3 separate regions of the Mus musculus genome follow, and regions 2 and 3 are each linked to region 1. A link is a contact called in public Hi-C data. All regions are on one chromosome and are shown on one strand. The core of a region is the stretch at or near the end of the contact, and the rest is flanking DNA. Distances in the headings are between cores, read along the strand shown. Region 1 has its middle 25 kb from the start of Gm36790. Region 2 holds the start of Marchf11 (membrane associated ring-CH-type finger 11). Region 3 overlaps Fbxl7 (F-box and leucine-rich repeat protein 7).

What was found. Hi-C and Micro-C count contacts between places; a contact is called where the count stands out from the background.
Region 2: a contact with region 1 is called in a Hi-C map of the N1E-115 cell line, with 9 times the contacts expected there. The contact joins the promoter of Marchf11 here to the enhancer-like site in region 1. A contact is called at or near these places in 2 of 39 promoter capture datasets (hippocampal neurons and liver) and 3 of 484 Hi-C or Micro-C datasets (the C2C12 cell line, the N1E-115 cell line and palatal mesenchyme).
Region 3: a contact with region 1 is called in a Hi-C map of the N1E-115 cell line, with 7 times the contacts expected there. The contact joins two enhancer-like sites. A contact is called at or near these places in 8 of 484 Hi-C or Micro-C datasets (the N1E-115 cell line, cerebral cortex, cumulus cells and 4 more).

The regions. Positions count from the first base shown.
Region 1 is chr15:26,468,837-26,472,695 of GRCm38.p6, reverse strand. No RefSeq gene overlaps it. Among named protein-coding and RNA genes, the nearest start is that of Gm36790, 25 kb to the right of the region's middle. Within about 2 kb of position 2,540, at least 7 of the 459 cell types and tissues checked have an H3K27ac peak or open chromatin away from gene starts, as enhancers often do. A contact at or near this core is called in the C2C12 cell line and the N1E-115 cell line, where this site is marked.
Region 2 is chr15:26,306,903-26,310,878 of GRCm38.p6, reverse strand. It overlaps Marchf11 (membrane associated ring-CH-type finger 11), which reads right to left and starts at 1,831. Exons shown (of 4, transcript NM_177597.6): 1 at 1,087-1,831. The coding sequence starts at 1,617.
Region 3 is chr15:26,636,721-26,640,457 of GRCm38.p6, reverse strand. All of the region lies in intron 2 of Fbxl7 (F-box and leucine-rich repeat protein 7), which reads left to right. Among named protein-coding and RNA genes, the nearest start is that of Gm52205, 27 kb to the left of the region's middle. Within about 2 kb of position 1,482, at least 2 of the 459 cell types and tissues checked have an H3K27ac peak or open chromatin away from gene starts, as enhancers often do. A contact at or near this core is called in the N1E-115 cell line, where this site is marked.

The sequences.
Region 1 (3,859 bases), core at 1,291-3,790:
AGAATAAAGAAAGAGGATATGGTCCTTCTCTGCAGCAGGAAGGTAGCCACAAGATGAAGGGATCTTAAGTAGAACAAGCAGCTGTTCACTTTGGGGGTTAGTTGAGAGTCACCTCAGAGAGTTCCCACAGACTCTTCAGTTTCTATGTGGAGATACACTTTCTGTACATTTTTCTTACAATCATTTATTCTTGAAAAGAAAGATGATTTTGTAATCATTTGTCACTGGTCTAGTCACCTCTAAATCATGAATTGTATCTGAAGACTTTAGAAGACAAGGTAGAAAATAGGACATATATTGGGGCAAGAGATTTAGGAAAGACAGGAGGGAGATTCATTTATAGACCCAGACCTTATGCCAGGAGTGAATACAGAGTAGATAGGATGGACACTATAAAGCTATTCCAAGGAAAAGGAAATTACAGGTGAGGTAGGATACACAAGAACAACTCCAGCTACCCTCAACTGCCAAGCACCTGATGAAAGGTATAAACTTTTAAAGGTCACATAATCTATATATTTAGAGACATGAGCCAAAATCTAGGTCTTCACTTTTGCTTCTCAATGCTAATTTGCTAAGCATATTAATTCTGCTAAAGTGATCTTTTCTTTTAGAACTGTAAAATTCTGGAATCATGAAAACTGGAATTTTACTCATCTCATTTTCTTAGATAACATTATGCATGCATGAGTTGTTAAGAGATGTTTGAGATGCCAAGTTTATTTTTCTTAGTTGTGAACTTCCTTTCCATGTTCATATAGCTCTTTAAAGCCTGCCTTGCCAACGATTGCATAATGCATATTTAAATGGATAGGTAGATACATGTATAGAACACACACACACACACACACACACACACACACGTTCCTTCTCATGGGTTCTGGAAGAAAGGTCTAGGCCTTGATTCTTATTACAGAAAGGCCCAAGCCAGTGTTTGTTACATTGGTTTGTCTTCGTGATTGCCAGTGTGGTTGCTACCACATTAAAAGAGCAGAAATTCCACTAGTGGGCCCCACATACTTATGCTCAGACACTGAGAAATGTTCAAATGGGGTGGCTGCTGGGTACTTCTGCAGAGATTCAAGGACTGAGATGGGTTTCAGAAATTAAGATACCGAGTCCCCAGTTTATTTCAACATATAGCAAGAATTGAGAAATACAGGTAAAGAACTGAATATACGTCCACAGAGAAGATTCTACGTCAAAGTAATAAAATCAGAATCTCTTGGGCAGGGATCGTCAGTAGACTTTCCTTCATGTTTGTTTTTAGATTGTATCTGGTCTCTATTCATTGTGCAAAGCACTGGGGTTGGTAAGGACATTTTTATATAAATACATAAAGTACTTTGAGTATGAATATACTCAGAAATCTTAATTTATATCCTTCTCACCTCTCAGCATCCCAGTTAGTTCCCTGCTCTTCCCTAGACGTTTTGCCTGCAGTTTCATGCAATGTATACACACGTTATTCCACGTAACGGCATAAAATATTAGGTCTAGAAAGTATGAACATTGAGAAACAGCCTTCCACAGATGGTTTCCTGCAAATAGGTTCATGTGCTTTTAGGGGGTGCCTTGTGCCCCTGCCTGGGAATAACCGCCTTGCCTAAAATGGAGCAACATTTACATGGTAGATCTTTAAGAGTATGTTCTGAACTAATGAATTCCCTGGTGATGTGAACCTCTGGCCTCAGGGGTGTTTATTTGAACAACACAAGTCTTTTTAGAAGTTGTGAGAAAGTTTATGGATAATAACCAGGCTAGGCTGACAATTCCCAGGGCTGAGGCATCTATCTCATCCCACTCCTGCTGCTAATGGCAACAGGAGAGAATGTTGCCTGCCCCACTCTCTCCAGTAAATATCAGTCGCTCATTTTACACGTGGAAGAGATAAAACATGAGGCCTGCAGTGTAGTCTACGACGGGAGTACGTTTTTGATTTGAAATACCAAAACCTGACCCCAAGTTGAAAAATGAGAACCAGAACTTGCCATAGGGGTTTCTGAGCCACATTTTTAGGTGTTCAGGGTACACACCTTCTTCTGGATAATAAGGCATCCTATTGGAAGAAGTTATATACTTCTTAATCAAGGCCTATGTGTTTGAAGCCCCACAACTCTGCTTCCTAAGTTGACTCATTGGCCAAAATAATACTAGGAACTTCTGGTAAATGAGCTAGCTACTGGCAACATTAAGGCTACAGGCATGAAGAAATGAGGTGAGTACCACAGACCACATCAAACAATGGAAGCAAATTTAAAACAAAATGTGGAGGGCAGCAAGAATCCCTGTTGCAGCACTGCATGCATGTGAGTGGTCTGCTGAGTGGACAATGCTCTGCAGACTTTGGCATTCACCAGGGTCTCCTGGTAGCCCCTCAGGATGAGAGCTCTTGTCAAAGCCAGAACCTTCCACACTTGAAACTAGCCTTTCTAGCCAGCCCAGAGAAGATCAAGGCAGCATCGCCAAGCCCAGTGCTGTTCAACTCCCAGTGATTTGGAAGGAAACAGAACCAAGGGCTGATTTGCAGTTGATTTAAGGACCGCTGAGCTAGCACTGTAATTCCTTCCACTTAGATGTGTGCACCTTTCGCCTGTCAGAGAAGCCTGTTCCTGAACAAGAGCGCCATCTATGGGATAAATCGATTATATAGTTTTCTACCCTCGTGTCTGTAATGAACACTACACCTTGAGTTCTCAATGAAGGGAAGACTCAATCCACCAGGGAATTGTTGGCAACGTCTGGAGAAACCGTAACTAGAGCTGAAGTGTGCTGGTTTCCATTGGTACAGGGTACTGATGCAGCCTAACACCTACATCACACACGACAGTGCCTCCAACAGTTCTCCATGCAGATGATAACTGCTTGGAAACAAAAAGTGGTAAAATGTATGCTTAATGACAGGCTGTGATGAGAAAAGATTTATTTAAAGCTTCTCATCCTTACCCACCACGTCATTCAATTTCATCTCATCCTTTAATATTTTGATATTTGAAAAATTTCACCTTCATTTGCTAATGATTATAGATATGCATTATGAGTATAGACAATATTTTTGTATTGTAGAAATTAAAATTAACAGAGACGGAGGAAATTATTACAGCAAAATAAATTTTAATGGGAGAATTTTAGTTACTGGACCCTGAGCTAGAGAACTACTTAGGGTCCATATGATTTGCTTGTCATTTTTCAATAAGCTGGACCCACTCTCATGGATGTTTATGTAGATTTTAAGATGCAGTGTTTAAGCCATTGTGATTGGCATCATAATCATGGAGATATTTATGATAAACACATGACTCGACCCTGAGAACATTTTTATCTGTCTTAGACTTCTCACACAGCACACACATTTAGCAAGCCATCACTCAGTGCAAACAGTGGTTCACTGAATAGGATTCTGCAAGAAGATAGGCCAAAGTTTTGTTCCAAAGCAGGTCCAATTTCTATCCAAAGAGAAATGCATGCTCACAGCTGGCCTTTAAATTTTGTTGTTTATTTGTTTGTTTGCTTTTAGACTAGGCCTCTCTGTGCAGTTCTGACTGTCCTGGAACTTGCTATGTAGATCAGCATGGCCTCAAACTCACAGAAATCCTCCTGAATACTTGGCTTAAAGATGTGCATCACCATACATGGCAAAACTTTGAAGTCTAAGATAGTCAACTTCTGTTGACCAAATTGTGCTCTTTGGAAAAAGAATCAGTGTTCTAGTCACAGAGCCTGTTAGACCCCACTACAGGGAACTCCACTCCAAAGATGTCACCTACAAGAAAGCAAAGGATCTGCCCATTGGCCTGTCAGAATATCTATCTCTTTACAGTTACATAGTGCACCTCTCCTCTAATAAATAAGTAAGCAT
Region 2 (3,976 bases), core at 582-3,081, 160 kb after region 1:
GTTTCCATCTACTCTATTTACCTGGAACTATACAAGTATCAAGCTCTATCCCAGAAAACCAAATTAAAATTTTATATCTCTGATGGGAATGACACTAAAGTCTTTAAAAAAAAAAAACCTATTTCTAAGATAGTGCTTACAGTTATGACAGAAATGTTCCACTGACATACAAAATGTCTGCAAGATGCAGCCCCCAATGCCCTTGGGGGAAAGGCTCTACTATTAAATCTCTTTAATAACTTTTAAGTGGATGGTCAGATGCATTTCCTCTGCAGTTATTCTTAATCATTGCTAAAGGAGAAGTGCATAGCAGAAAGCAGCTCAGAGTAGCCTGCACTTTTACTTTTTCTAAATGTAGCATCATAAATATTGACTCAGGGCGCTATTTCCTGAAAGCCTGTGTATTCTTATGCAACTTCCTAACTTTCAGAGACATTAAAGCTAATGTTTTCACACACTTTGCAAGGGAGATGCATTCTCATTTCCCCTGCATGATGGTTCTTGTGGAAGTTTGTACGTGACTCTAATGATGCTTATAATTTTAAAAATGCATTTCTAACAAAGCATCAAGGACATCAATTGGCTAAGATACCCTTTCTGTTCAAGTACTTCCTTTTGCAAGAACTGTAGCACCTTTCTCATTAAAAATTTGTAATAAAAAACCCACCCTTTTTTGGTATTGCATATTGGTATTGCATACCTCATATTGGTATTGATGTAGCATGACTTATCCCCAGCCTCATTTGTATTCTGAAACTAAGTTCTCTGGATACATTAACAGAAAAGAGACCTGGCTTGAATCTACTTATAAACTAAAATCCTTTGAGTAATTCACAAGAAACGCTTGATGATGTTACCATTATAGTACCTAGGAGTACCTGACTTCAAAATAAGGTAGAGAGAAAAGGTGTAGGTTAATTTACTTCTGTATTGGCCACCAGAACACTTTATCAGCCTTCTCAGAAAGAGAACTGGAGAGGGAAGCTCAGTTGTGGGGCGTGCGCTGTCCGTGGTGCTGAAAGCTCTACCCTTGCGGTCCAGGTCCAGGACTCACCGCCTGCAGACCTGGGGTCCCTCTGGCCTTACCTGCTCTGCGCCCTGGAAGCAGATCTTGCAAATGGGCTGATGGTGCTGGTGCTGGTGCCCCGAGCGCTGGTCGCTACCGCCGCCACTACTGCTGCTGCGGCTGCTACATACGGAGCGTGTTTCGGGCTGGTCTCCGGTGCCTCGCCGCTCGCCCTCCCGGCACGCGCCGGCCTCGGGCTCCCCCGGGCTGCCTTTCCCCGTCGCAGCCTCGGGGAGCTTCACCTCTGGAAGGCGCCTAGGACCTTCGCAGGAGTCGCCCGCCGCTGTCACCTCCTGGTCGCCGGGCAACAGAGACGGCGGCAGCGGCGGTAGAGGCTCTCCTGCGCCCTTGCGCCGAGGGGCCAGTTCTACCGGCGGCTCGCCCGACCCTACGATGCGCTCCAGAGGCGCGGGCAGCGGCGGCCGGTAGCGTGGGGAGGTGGGGACCAGGACCGACTCTCCCGGAGGCGGGGGTGGGGGCGGCGGGGGCAGAGGTGGCTCAGCTTCGAGGCTGTCCGCCCGGCTAGACCGTTTTTTGCCCTCGTCGCTCATGGTGGAGTCGCCGCCGTCCTCCTGCCCGCCCGGTGGCGGGCCGGGCGCGGACTGCAGCCAGAGAGCGCAGAGGAAGGCTGGAGAGGGAGGAGGGAAGAGGGTGGGAAGGGGAACCGGGGCGAAGGGACTAGGAAGGCGGGACCAGGAGAGGACGCGGAGGACCGGCGCGGCGGCCGCAGAGGCGGCTGTTCAGCGGAGCCGCCGGCTCGGCTCTGATGGAGGCGGCGCCGAGTTCGGCTGCCCGTGCCAGGCGCGCGGGGGTGGGGATGGGAGGCGGGGAGGAGCGCAGAGCTGGGCAAGGAGGCTGGGAACAAGCACTGGACTGGGGGATGGGGGTAGGCAAGTCGTGCGTGAGAGAGAGGTGTGGGGTGCCGAGAGGACCCTGCTGGAACTGGGGGATTCCTGGGCCGCTTCCACTAACCCCGCCCCGGGCCGCTCACGTCGGTTCCGGGGCGGATTGCCCCTCGCAGAAGCGCGCGGTACTGCGGCTCCAGTGAGAAAGGAAAAGGGGGAGGGGTCGGAAGCTGCCGATCCAAAAACCGTTACTGGGTGGATCTGGGGGAATTCCGAGAAACCCGCCGGGTGGGGGCGCGGTGGGCCAAGCAGAGACCCGCGTGGGAGTAAGGATGAGGGCGAGGTAGGCATCCCTGTGAACAGAGGCACGCAGGAAAGGACTCTTGAGGACAGATGCTGTAGCTGCTCTTTGCTCCACTGTTGTTTTGGGGATCCCAGTCCTCTCTTCTTCAGAGGACTCTGCATCTCAAAAGTCTTCAAGCAGAAGCCTCTGAAACCTTTGTCATCCTGGGAATGCCCAATCCCCCTGTCTCCCTCTCCTGAATATATACATCCTGGATTTGTAAAAATTTTCGATGCGTCCGAGGTTGGAGGGTTGCAATGCTCCATTCTGTGGCTTGTGGGTCTCCTTCATGCTTGCACAAATATTGCTGCGTCCTTCCCAGGAAAAGTGGTTACAACCTTGACTCAGCCTGCCTCCACCCTCATCCACCCCCCACCCCCAGTCTCTCCTCCCTCTCTCCCTCTCTCTCCCTCTCCCCGGCCTCCTCTCTCCTCCCTCCCTACCCCTCCCTACCTTTTCTCTCCCTCTTCCTCTCTCTCCCCACCCCTTTCCAGTAGGGTACTGTGCTCCTGTGCTCTGGCCTTCTGTTCCAAACCCAGCAGTCTGAACTCTTAGGTTATTGGGGTTTTACCCTGCAAGGTGTCCATGCAAATCAATTGTGACTTATCACTGAAGTGGAGTCTTAATGACTTTGACAGAAGTGACTGGCCCTAAAACATTCCTTATTGGCCACATTTCATAGCTGAAGACCTAGGACCAGATAGGCAAACTAAGTTCAAGGTCACCAGCCTATTTAAGGACTGTCCATAGATCTGACACCAGTGTGTGTGTGTGTGTGTGTGTGTGTGTGTGTGTGTGTGTGTGTTTGCGTGCGCGTGCGCGCGCCAGGGTGATGGGCACATGAACATATACCAGCATTCACACACAATCCTTTCTTCATCTTCTTTAAAATAGTTCTGTAGCATGTGGGTTGTTTTGTGTCTCTAACTCCAGTTAACAGAATTGAAGTACTTGAGCACAGGCTTAAGTAGAATTTACAAGTATACATTTGCCTTTTTTAAAAAAGGAAAGAGAGAGGGTGAAGGGAAGGAGGAAAGGAGGGAGAAAGAAACAAACAACAAAGAAAAGAAAGGTAAAGACCCGGGTCTTTTGACATATATCACTGTGGCCTGGATGGAGTTGCAAAAGAAAGAAGAAGGAGGAGAAGAAGAAGAAGAAGAAGAAGAAGAAGAAGAAGAAGAAGAAAGAAGAAGACTGCTTCATCACAAATGGCTTCAGATGAAACAGCTTCCAGGAATGTCCTCTCACACAGTTCCCTCAGACCAGTTTATTTTTGGCAGCACAGTGGCAGCCAGCAAACACAGTTTTAAAATAATCCTTGCAAGCCCTGGCAGTTTACCATACTGAAGAAATGTGGCAGTAGATAGGGGTTGTTTGGGGTCTTCACCTTTCAAAAGTGCACTATACGCATTTGTATACTATCCCATTCATAAGATATTTTTTCCGAAGCATTCATATACTCAAATGCCTGAGCCATAAATTCTTAAAAGGGGAAAAACTTTATATATCATCCCAGGCAACTCAATGTGTTGCTGATCAATCACTATGAGATACAGCAAAATATGTTATTAATGGGTGAAATGAAGGCATAGATAGTGTACATAGCTAAGCAGGTAGACTGCAGCGAGGTGTGTCCTTTCGGTTGCTTGTTTCTGGAAAAAATAACTTCAATAACAGAAAAGCTCATTTCTTACTATGATGGCTAGCCTCATAAAAAAACTG
Region 3 (3,737 bases), core at 233-2,732, 170 kb before region 1:
GGTACTAGCATGAACTTGATCTTTGACTTGGGATATCAATTAGAGTTTAAAGCATTGTCCTAGATAAAACCCAGCAACAGCAACACGAGTCCATCATGAACACTGAGCAACCAGCTGTGTTGAGCATAGTCTGTTCCCTTATCCACCTGCATTGTGCTCACTGTGGCTCTCATTTCCACACGCATGTGCACACATTTTTATAATGCCCAGAGCCCTCAAAGGCTTTCTTTAAGCAGTTGAGTCACCCACTAAACCCATCACACTGCCCGTTCAAGGGAAGTTGATCTAAGGAGCCAATGGAAGGAGGGATAATCATCGGTGTCCTTTTCATCCAGGATGTAACAGAAATCGTGTCTCTATTTACTAAAAAGCAAAATTGGGCAGCCAGTTTGCTTGTGGTATAAAATCCTTTCCCATGTAGTTGTAACCGTTTCATGGAAAGTTCACCATGTTCTTAGAGAATAACCGATTCCTCTGTTAATCATTGAATCCCACTACAGTGACATCTCCTGGCCGATGTGAGAGATGACAGGTAGACCTCTGAGGGATTTGAAATTCTTGAGATCAAAAAGCAATGAGAGAAAATTTGGTTTATCGGATGCCTGCTTTCCAACCTCCAGCATTGTATAATATTCGATTCCTATTCTGATTATCCCTACCTTCAGAGCAAAGACGGTTTGAGAAACCTAAAATAATAGTAGCTCTGTTTACTAAGGAGAAATCAATAAAGTGAAGTCGAAGAAAAAGACACAACATGGTTCTAGTGAGAAGACCCCGTGGGAAATGACGGCAGGGACTTGTAACGTTAGATAGTCAGGCTTTCTGCTCAGAGACTCTCAACCCTCTCCTTATCTTTGCATACAAGTTGGAAGACAGGCTATAAAAAAACTATCTTTTTTTTTTTTTTTTTTTTTTTTTTTTTTTTTTTGCTTTGGGATTCAAGGCTGACCAGTGATCACACAATTGTGTGCTGACTTTCGGCTCCTTTATTCACGTTTTACAACAAAACAGCCATTGTTTACAGCCTAATAATAATATAATTGCAGACAGGCAGGAATAAAAACACAAAAGGTCTTTCCTCCACAGATAGAAAGTTGGCTTTGATACAGGCCAGGGAGAGCAAACTGGGTGCATTTCCTGTGAAAATGTTTTTTTCATGATGTCGTAATGCAAATTGCTCATGGAGCTTTTAAAGACTTAGAACTTCTAAGATGTACCCTGCATGCTACTCTGCTGTGCTTCCTTGATGGTCTGCCTCACATCCAGCCTGGTTTCCCCCCTCCACCCCCACCCACATCTCTGTCTTTCTGTCTCTGTTTCTTTCTCTCTCAGTGTCTGTCTTTTTCTCTGTCTCTATCTCTCTCTCTGTCTCTGTCTCTGTCTCTCTCTGTCTCTCTCTCTCTCTCTCTCTCTGTGTGTGTGTGTGTGTGTGTGTGTGTGTGTGTGTGTAGTGTCTCTGGAGCTGTCTATTCATCTCTGTTTTCTTCCATAGCAAATGAGGAAGGTAGAAACTCTGTGGTTGTCACAGAAATGTATCCAAGGCACCTTGGTAATGTGAGATAAAACTGGAGTAGCTCCTACAGTACTAGAAACCCCTTCTTCTAAGGGGACCTTGATGTTTTGTTGTTCTAAGTATGTAAGATTGCTGTCCAGATAGGATATAGCTTAACCTTGATTCACTTTTTCACATTTGAGCTATAAAATGCAATTTTAGAAGCTAACATGTTTGAGAGGTCTGTAGGTCTTAAAAAGTAAAGAGTTCTAATATCAATACTCATAAGTGACAAATAATGTAATTGTCCTCAATATACCATTGTATTATGTCAACCAAAAATATTTATGTCCTAAACACACTATTAATTTAGTCTTTTAAAAGTCTACAGTAGGGACACAGTTCCAGAATCATTTGTGAACAGTTGATGTGTTTGGTCACTAAAATCAGCCCAACATGTACATCGTGTTCATTTTTTAAGAGAAGTGTTTTGTTTTGTTATAGAAGAGAACAGTGGTCTTTAGGTGAAAGACGAAATAGAACATAGAGAATTTTCTTACAAGGAAATTCAAATGTTTCTTTAAAAATTCTGCCTAATTAGAGATGAAGGGGCACAGAGCATTCTGTTGGCTTCAAGGCATCCTCACAGAATACTCCACAGAAGAGTACAGAACCCAGAGGAATGGGAGACAAGTCTCAAAAACACAATAGCACCGAAGCAAAAACTACCATTTTGCTTACTGCTGAATGTTTTTATGGCAATCTGTCATCTATTTTCCAAGTTTGCGACCTACCAGGCATTTCTCCTAGGTAAGCTAAAGTGTGTATTTTCTCACTAAAGTGGCATGTCATTTGAAATCAAGGCTTTGTATTGATCCACACTGTCTCTGCTTGAGCTGATTGCCCAAAGAATCATTCGTTCAGTGATGAATAAATCTAGAAGCGTGACAGGACTCTCAAAATCAACCCCATCTAGGTGATTTTCTGACAGAGGAAAAAAATAGAGTGCTTTCTTATAAGAAAAGATCAATTGGGGACATAGCTATGAATCTCAATGACAATAAGGGCATATTTTTGGATAAGTGCAAGACCAGTGGGCAAGTCAGTGCTTTTTGTTTTAGATGATGCTAAACTGTAGCCTCCAGCCAACCTGGCTTGCAACTTGATGCTCTAGGTAGAGCCCCATTCATTCATCCATGTTTCATCCACAACTGTGTTCACCATGTGATGATGGACTTGAGTGGATGCAGAAGAGATGACATTGTCTGCAAAGCTTAAAAGGTTCACTGCCTGTTCCTTTACTGAAGAATGTGGACAACCTTTGCTTTCTGGTCTCATATATTTATAACATTTATTAGTTCCTGTACCCAAGTGGCCATAATGAAACCAAAGAGTTCTGGATAGAGACCCAAATCATTTCATGAAAGAGAAGCATCAAAACCAGGCAGGCTTTTAGCAAGACTGAAGCATGTACTCTGAACAAAATAATATTGTTACTAGATTATTTGCACTACCAAGTATACTTTTTCATAAGTGAATCATTTAAATGTGTGCATGTGTCTGTGCGTGCGTGCGTGTGTGTGTGTGTGTGTGTGTGTACCAAAGTATATATGTTAATGCCAAAATTTGGGGGATATTTTCTCCTTGTTCCTTTACACAGTGTGCTGGGTGTTTTTTGTCTCCTGGACTCAAGTCCTATTCTGGGACTAGAGAATTAACTAAGATACCACATCTATAAAATTGGCCTCAGGCAAGTTTTTAGGGTATTATCTTTTTAAAATAATGATTGATGTGGGAGGGCATACCTATAGGTGGTGTCCCTCTCATGTATCTGGTATTGGATGGTATATGTGAATGGGCTTATGCCATGAGGAGCGAGCCAGTAAGGACAAAGTAGTGTCCCTTCCACAATTAAAGTGGTCCAATGTAATGGGCCTGCTACCAGGTTGGTGGTTGATCACCTAGGAGTGATCAACTGCTATTCAGAGGCTCAGTGCTGGTCTCTCCTGCTGGCAGGTTTGTCATTGAACAGCAGCTGTAGCCTTAGTTAGGGGAGTGAGTGTTGTCAAGCCCACATATCATGTCCACTTCAGTCACTAGGACACGGATTCTGAGCGTGGAACACAGAACTTCATGCTTTCCTAAAAAGTACCATTATTTGTTGGCCTACAAAGTATATTTCAAAAAGAAATGCAGCATACCAAAGTAGTAATCCCAGATACTCCCAAGTGTGTAGCTTGAAAAG